2 separate regions of the Mus musculus genome follow, and region 2 is linked to region 1. The links are chromatin contacts, called in public HiChIP or PLAC-seq maps. All regions are on one chromosome and are shown on one strand. The core of a region is the stretch at or near the end of the contact, and the rest is flanking DNA. Distances in the headings are between cores, read along the strand shown.

Region 1 (4,038 bases), core at 893-3,392:
CTTTGTTTGATTCTCTTGAATCCAGTGAGGTTTTAAAAGAGAAAGAATATAATTTTATGATATCTGTTTCTTCTTTGTGACACAGGACAGGTCTCATGTATCTCAGGCTGGCTTCAGACTTGCTGTGTGGCTGAGTAAGACCTTGAACTTCTGATTCTCCTTTCTCAACTGCTAGGACTACAAGCCTGATTTAAGTAGTGCTAAAGCTCAAACCCAGAGTTTTCTGCTTAGTAAGACAGCACTCTAAGTTACATCCCTAACTCCAAGCTTAAGATTTCTACAAGAGATCATGTTATAGCACTCTGAAAAGGCAAAAAAACAATTGTTAACTTGGAGTAGTACGGCTGAAATCTCACATTTTATCCTTAGTCATTTTATTAAATTACTTTTAAGTTTTTCCTTAGGTTTTCAGGTGTTCTCAGCTACTTATCTCAATAGATGTTGCAGTAGCCTGTGCTCTAATGAAGTGCAATTTACATATATATATCTTAATATTGTTATGAATATGTATTATACAATTTAAATCTCAATAATTTAAATAGAAGTTTTACCAAAAATTATGATCCAGTTTTCTATTTATCACTAAAATGTAAATTTCTCTTTTATCTCTTTGTTTTATTTAGTAATTATTCAAAGCATAAAGAATACACAGGCATTCAGTAGGTTTATATTTTAATTTTATTATTATTATTATTTGGGTTTTCTAGACAGGGTTTCTTTGTGTACCCTGGCTGTCTTGGAACTCACTCTGTAGACCAGGCTGGCCTTGAACTCAGAAATCCGCCTGCCTCTGCCTCCCAAGTGCTGGGATTAAAGGCGGCACCAGCACCGCCCGGCTGGTTTATATTTTTGATTTATTTTTGGCTGTAAATGTTATATGTAAAACTCTGTATGATGTAAAAAAAAGGATTTGAAACTCATGCTTGAGTGAATTAAAAGTGCTTTAAAATAAATTATTTATTTTTATTTTATATATCTTGAGTGTTTTGCCTTCATGTGTGTATGTGTATCATGTGTATGCTTGAGTGTTTTGCCTTCATGTGTGTATGTGTATCACGTGTATGCTTGATGCCAGTGGGGCCCGGAAAAGGTTGTCATATCATCAGAACTGGAGTCACACACAGTTTTAAGCTGCCATGTGGGTGTTGGGAGCTTAACCTGGGTCCTCTAGGAACAGCCAGTGCCTTTAACCGCTTAGACATCTTTTCAGCCCTAAAAGTGCTGTATTTAGACAAGGATTTAATAATTTCTGTAGCATATTTACACATGGCATTTCTTAGTAAAGAAACCAAGATAAGAAACTATTGTATGAAAAAGTTTTCTAAAAGTTGAGTTACAGGCTTTATGTAACCAGTGTTCATTCTGCATGTTTTGTAATAGCAGGTTCTCTTCTAAGTGTTAGTGTGTAAAGGTGACAGGGACATGGTCCTTCTGTAGGATTACTTTTAGGAGATTTTATGTATCCTGGGTGGTGGTATAAAGTCCATTCAGTGGTGAATCATGATTAAAAAAGAAAAGAAAACAAAAAACCAGGAGGGTTTGAAAGCTATAACTTTAGTAGTTAAACTTAGCTGCTTTTAGTATTTTTTGTTTGTTTTTTGGTTTGGTGTTTGTTTGTTTGTTTTGTTTGTTTTGTTTTTTTTTGTGACTTGGTGTGAAAATGTTTGAGTTTGTACATCAGATTTCTAGTGGATTTGGTTATTTTGATAATGGTATTCACCATGGGTTAAACACTGGTCTGGATTTTCCCATATTAGATTATGCCTTGTTGTTGTTGTTTGTAGTCTTTGGAGTCATTGGCCTTTAATTTTTATTAGATAGCCTCTTTTAAAGAAAGTAGCTTAATTGGGAATGGAAGTAATCTATCTAATCTTCTAACCATACTGAGGAAAATATTTCAGAAACACACAAAAAAGTTTTGGATTATTATTTTGTTAATAACAATTAGTTCAAACCACTTGTATAAGAAGTACTTCCAGGTTTCTCATAGTTATGGTCCAGTGCAGATGTGGAGCTCAGATATCTTCCCATTTCTTTCTTCCACTGAAATTCTAGTAATTGTTCAGAATAGTAGTGTGAGTAGCGTGACTCAGGGAGGAAGTTGCATGGGCATTCCTAATGAAGTGGAAAGTGACTCCATTGTATGTGTTTAAATGGGTTGCAGTATCCCATGTACCATCTAGTGGTTTTTATAGGAGAATGCTCACAGTTTGTACATTGTGAGAACATTCCTTAAAGACAGGAAACATTTCTGAAGCAGATTTAATTTAGAATGATATGTCAAGGCCGGTTTTTTAAATTATACATTTGTTGTCTCAAAATAACTATTAATAACAAAAGATAATTCAACATTTATGTAACTTTTTACTTTAGCTTTTGTTTTCTAGGCACACTTGGGTCATAAAATGACTTTTCAGACTTTTAAGGAAGTCTTTGCTTTTATTTTAATAGAACTTGATTTTTAGATTTTATTGTTATATTTACTTTTAACTTAGAGACTTTGAATATATAGAAAACACACCTTGCTTTGCTATAGAATGTGGAATGGTATAAGTTGAATAGAGGTGAAAAGCAGTTTTCTTAAGAAAGAGGAAACATACTTGATCTCTGCATATGTCAGTTGTTCATTCATATATCTTTTACTTTGGGGCTGTGCATAGAACCTAGAGCCTTCTGCACTCTGGCAAGTGCTCTTTGTCTCTTATCTCCAAGGTACAAATTCTAGTCCCACTCTCCTTTTGTTTTCTTTAGGGCTTCATTGCTGTGAAGAGACACCATGACCAAGGCAAACATTCAATTAGGGCTACGGTTTCAGAGGTTTAGTCCATTATCATGACAGAAAGCATGGCAACATGCAGGCAGACATGGTGCTGGAGAAGCCATAGATCAGACAGCAGCATGAGACTATCTTCTGCAGGCAGTCAGGAGGAGCCTCTGATTCTACACTGGCGGAGCTTAGAGATTTATGGCCTCAAAGCCCATCTCCACAGTGACACACTTCCTCCAATAAGGCCATACCTTCTAATAGTGCTACTTCCTACGGGCCAAGCATTCCAAAACATGAGTCTACTGGAGGGGGTGGGGAGCAGACCTAGTCAAACCACTTCATTTTTATATTTGGAAACAGGGTCTTAAGTTACTCAAGCTGGCCTTGATCTCAGTGTAGTCCAGGCAGGTCTTGAACTTGGGGTCTTCCTGCTTCAGCCTCCTCTGGTGTATAACATGTATTACCAGGCCTGTCTTATTTATCCCCTTTACATTTTGTTCCCAGGAACAGTTTAGTTTTAGATAGGGTTTAGCTTTGTTGCCTTTGACTAGGCCATTGAGTCCTTAGCATGTGTTTTTTTTTTTTTTTTTTTTTTTTTTGGTTTTGTTTTTAGGTGAAAATAAAAGGGCAGGGAGCCTTTAAAATCAAGGTACAGACTATTTTTATTTTGTAGGAAGAGTATTTTGAGATCTAAAAAAAGGGGGAAAATCTTTGCTTAAGTTTGTTGATCTTTGGCTTTCATATCTTAAAACTGCTTTGTAACAAGAAAGATTCCTAGCACAATTTCCCCTTACTTTTTGGTGGATGCAGCTGTTTATTTTTAAATAGTCTTGGCTCTGACTTGTCAGATTTAATTTGATATTATATATTATAGCAAGTAAAAAATTGGTGTGCTTGTGGAAGGATATGACCTGTGCTTCAGAGGAGTTGGAGTTTGGACAGCCTTCATGGATGCTATCATAGGGTGCTACTGATTTAGTTCTCAGGAGAACATGAGATTGCCATGGCAACAGAGGCTCTTTGAAGGTAGAAATCCTGGCAGAGTGGTTGGAGCTTTTGAAGTGCTGGGTGTGTTGATAGGAAAGGATCCAGACAGCAATAAGCACACAAGTGTAGGCCAGAAGTCAAGGAAAATAAGCATTTGGTTTTTAGCTTAACTTGAGGACAAGCACCTTTTAAGTTTTCCTCTCAATTCTGGTGTTCCTTCAAAATAAATATTTATATGAGATTTCACCTTCACTTGTATGTTGTTTCAAGAAAAAGTTTCTAGG
Region 2 (4,038 bases), core at 1,064-3,563, 110 kb before region 1:
CGGGGAGGGGGAAGCGTCTGTGGAGGAAACTCTCCTCCTTATTCTCATCTTCTCTAAGCCCGAATCATCTGTATCTTCACTCATTCCCCAGGAGATGTGCTGTTCCTGAGAAGATATTGTCCCCACTGGAGTTGAAGGAGATGAAGAGGGTTCCATGTCAGAGGTCTGCTCCAAAAGCCATCACGGTGGTTTTAATTCATCAATAAGGTCTTATGGATACATTAGTTATCTTTAAAAAAAAAAGATTTATTTATTTATTATATGTAAGTACACTGTAGCTGTCCTCAGACACTCCAGAAGAGGGCATCAGATTTCGTTACGGATGGTTGTGAGCCACCATGTGGTTGCTGGGATTTGAACTTGGGACCTTTGGAAGAGCAGTCACTGCTCTTAACCACTGAGCCATCTCGCCAGCCCCCCCATTAGTTATCTTTTTACTTTGTTTTCACATTTGCATGAGGACCTGCCTTCCTAGAAAGGGACATGGTAGTGGAAGCCTGGAACCAGTCTGTGGCTGGAGCTGAAAAGGTCAAGGGGTAGCATCCTTGGGGGAGCTAGAGTATTGCTTGTTAGTGCCAAAGCCTTGTCAGATCTGTGAGGAGAAAGAGATGGGGTTGGGAGTGCAAAGATGGAACAGGAAGGGAAAAGAGAGATACAGAGGGAGGGAGGGAGGGAGGGAGGGAGGGAGGGAGGGAGGGAGGGAGGGAAGGAGGGAGGGAGGGAGGGAGGGAGGGAAGGAGGCAGGGAGAGGGGATCAAATGTGAGGGCAAACTGGAAGCCCAACTGAGAAGCAAGTAAGACATTATCACCAAGGCAGAAACTAAACAGCACTAAGATGGTTTTGTGGCTTTTTAAAAATGGGTGCCAGCAGCCCCAGCCTGTGGGTGGACACGCTAACCTGCCGGTTCTTCCACTGGCTGTATTCTGCAGTGTATGCAGCTTGGGTGGGCTCTCAGCCAGGGTTGGGACATGCCACATCTCCCCATCCAGTTGACCTTCCTAAGAGAAGGACCAGAACTGGATGTAGTACGGCTGGGGATCCAGAAGCCTTGACGACTTCTAGCTCAGCTTCAGGATAAAGTGAAGGATGTTCTAACTAGGAAAAGGTTTCAGTCCAAGGCTCACAGAAACTGGCAAAAACAAAGCCATCACTCCTTTTATAACTGAAGCAGAAGCGACCAGAAGACAACTGGAATGTTTCCCGTCATCACATTTACTAAAATTCCCTTTCCACCCAGGCCTCTTGGACTTTGCCACTTATGTCCTGGATCCCCTCTCACTATGGAAAGCCTTTCCCAGTCTCATTCTCTCCAGCGTCTCTACAGTTCCCTTCCAAGTCATGCATTTAATCAGCTGTCTTCCTATTGCTTATCCAGCATCTCTGTCTCTTTTATCCACCCATCATCTACTGTCTATACTGACCTGTCTTGTTATCCACCCATTTTATTTCACCTTAAATATGTTCTCCCTAGGATCTGGGCTCTTCTCCATCTACCCCCTGCAGCTGCTCTGGTGGCTCCCGCTCTTACAGGCCTCTTGGTGGTCTCTCCTGGGTTCAGCTTTGCCATGCCTCATTGGTTTCATAGAAGTCTGCTGCCTCCTTTCTTTTATCCCAATTTTTGAGGCATGTAAACTCCTGTTCTTTAGATATACATGCTCGCTTTGTAGGAGGTCTTATCCCATGGCTTTAACTTCTATCTCTTTGTCAATAACTCCCAGATCTATGTTCTCCAGTCCTGACATTTCGCCCCAAGCTGTAGACTTAGCAAATCTTTCTACTTAATGTTTTCATCAGATAACTAATAAGCATTTCAAATCAAACATTTTCAAAATAGAGTTTGATTTTTCTCCCCTAAACTTATCTGTCCCAGTTTCCTCCACAGCAATGACTGGCTTTATTTATCCTGTAGCTCAGCTTGTGTGCTTACACCTATATGGCATACAAGCCCAGGTATGGGAGATCCTGCCTGGCCCAAAGCCCTCTTGGTGGAGACCAGGACAGGATGGAATAGCTTCCTTGAAATTCCAAGCAGGGGCTGGTGAGATGGCTCAGTGGGTAAGAGCACCCGACTGCTCTTCCTAAGGTCCAGAGTTCAAATCCCAGCAACCACATGGTGGCTCACAACCATCTGTAACAAGATCTGACTCCCTCTTCTGGAGTGTCTGAAGACAGCTACAGTGTACTTACATATAATAAATAAATAAATCTTTTAAAAAAAAAAAAAAGAAAAGAAATTCCAAGCAGATGGTTGCCAAAAGTGGTGCCTGAGCCTCCGCTCAGGATTCTGCTGCATCTGATTGCGTAGGAAATGTTAAATCCAAAGTGCTTCGGGAAGGGGGAAGGGGGAAGGTGATTGGTTTGAATTCCTGCATCTAATTAACCACACCAGCCTCCTGACAAATGATCTTACTCTCAAGGGGGTAGGGAATTAAATATTTCCAAAAGGCAGTTTCCTAGAGAAGGAAACCCATGGGCAAAATCATCAGGTCTGTCTGGCACAAAATGCTCTCATCTCAGTGGCTGGAAACAGTGACTGTGTCGCATAGATTACGGAAGACTGCAGGAATTACACAAGGCTGGTTAGAAGGCTGCATTTGCACCTGAGAACCAAGAAAACCTCCATTCTACTGAGCCAGCCAAAGAGAAGAAATGTGTGAAGAATTGTCTACTAAACTCTAGGAGTTGAGCCATATGGAAATGAGCCATGAGGATCCTGACCCCAGGACTGAACAAAGCATAAACAAAGCACAATGCAGCTATTTTGGCTGGGCAACTTAGTCCAGGAACACCGCCATTTTCTTGGACATGTACTTTTTAGGGCTGGCCTGCAGGTGGTGGTGTAGCCCACAGAGGATTGTACAAGCAAGAGTCCGATAGGATGCTAGACCTAGATTCATATCTATATTAGGATTTTGTCCAAGTGTGTCTTGCCTACTTGATTCCGGATATGATTCATTAAGCATGAGGGAATGAGACCTTAGCCTGCCAAATAACTCCTTGCCTATTGATCTCAAAACCTTTTCCTCATCCAGACAAAAGAAAAGTCCCTTCCAGGTGTGCTTAAAAATGTCCTTTCTTGCTGGGTTTTGAGTATCCACAAAGAGAAGCCATCTATGGGATCAAGTGGCCAGTTCTGTCACAATGCTGGTGTAGCTGGTACCTAGACTCAGTTGAGTAGGTATCTTCCTCAGCTGAGTCAGCCCAATGCAGACAAAACCTGGACATACTAGGCTTGGCAAGAAGCCTGACATGCTGGTAGTGGGGTCACTACATTCCTGGGTTCAGTCAGACACCCAGAGAAGTCTTTACGTTTCCCGAACACCACTGCTCATCTATGGGGAGCTGGGAAAGGAAGCCTGAAGTTTATTCAATTCAGTTAAACTTAGTTCAATGGAGTGACTCACATGACCTCTTTAAGTGAATTCTGTTAGTTTATATTTTCTCTCCATCCCTTCGTTCTCTTCCAAGCTAGCTTCTGTGTGTACGGGGCCTGGAATACATTGGGAAGGGACATGGCTGTGAGGTAGCATTACCTAGAACCTCACTGGTCAATGATCCAGGGGCAAGGTTTTCTACTTTCTGAATTGGTGGTCACTGCAGTGTTATTTTCCCTGTCTAGACATATGAGGAAATTACCTCTGAAATTCATGGTCCTGGTCATCTGAATGTTCTGGCTGATAATATCTGGAGCCCCCTGATGTACCTCTGTGCTCTCAAAACCACTGGGTCTGTCAGAACGCGGGACTCGCTGGACTACCTGTGCAATCCCCAGTCATGTGAGCTCCGTGGTGACGATGGCTCATGCTTATCTGTCAGCTTGCCTCCCACTGCCGCCTCCTCACCTCCACTCATTGCCAAGAATCCGGCCTCTGGCCTTCTTGTGTCTGCTTTGCCTTCCTTTTTCCTTCCTCTTGGAATCGGGTGGGGCAGTTCATCTGTCCACCCATCTCCTCATAGGCTCTAGCTTTCATGGGCAGAAAGGGCCTTTTCTATACTTAAGAAAAGACACCAAGAATTGTACCCTCCATATTAGTCAT

Evidence for each region. HiChIP or PLAC-seq counts read pairs in DNA pulled down with a chosen protein or histone mark.
Region 2: a contact with region 1 is called in an H3K27ac HiChIP or PLAC-seq map of neural progenitor cells, with 2.5 times the contacts expected there. The contact joins two enhancer-like sites. A contact is called at or near these places in 2 of 15 datasets of contacts at CTCF or cohesin (the NIH/3T3 cell line and pro-B cells), 3 of 484 Hi-C or Micro-C datasets (embryonic stem cells and liver), 5 of 115 datasets of contacts at active chromatin or transcription factors (astrocytes, embryonic fibroblasts, embryonic stem cells and 2 more) and 1 of 9 other capture datasets (embryonic stem cells).

What each region holds. Positions count from the first base shown.
Region 1 is chr9:72,084,080-72,088,117 of GRCm38.p6, reverse strand. The region is part of intron 3 of Tcf12 (transcription factor 12); the gene reads left to right. Among named protein-coding and RNA genes, the nearest start is that of Tcf12, 26 kb to the left of the region's middle. Within about 2 kb of position 2,142, at least 25 of the 459 cell types and tissues checked have an H3K27ac peak or open chromatin away from gene starts, as enhancers often do. A contact at or near this core is called in neural progenitor cells, where this site is marked.
Region 2 is chr9:72,191,071-72,195,108 of GRCm38.p6, reverse strand. No RefSeq gene overlaps it. Among named protein-coding and RNA genes, the nearest start is that of Gm27188, 60 kb to the left of the region's middle. Within about 2 kb of position 2,313, at least 25 of the 459 cell types and tissues checked have an H3K27ac peak or open chromatin away from gene starts, as enhancers often do. A contact at or near this core is called in neural progenitor cells, where this site is marked.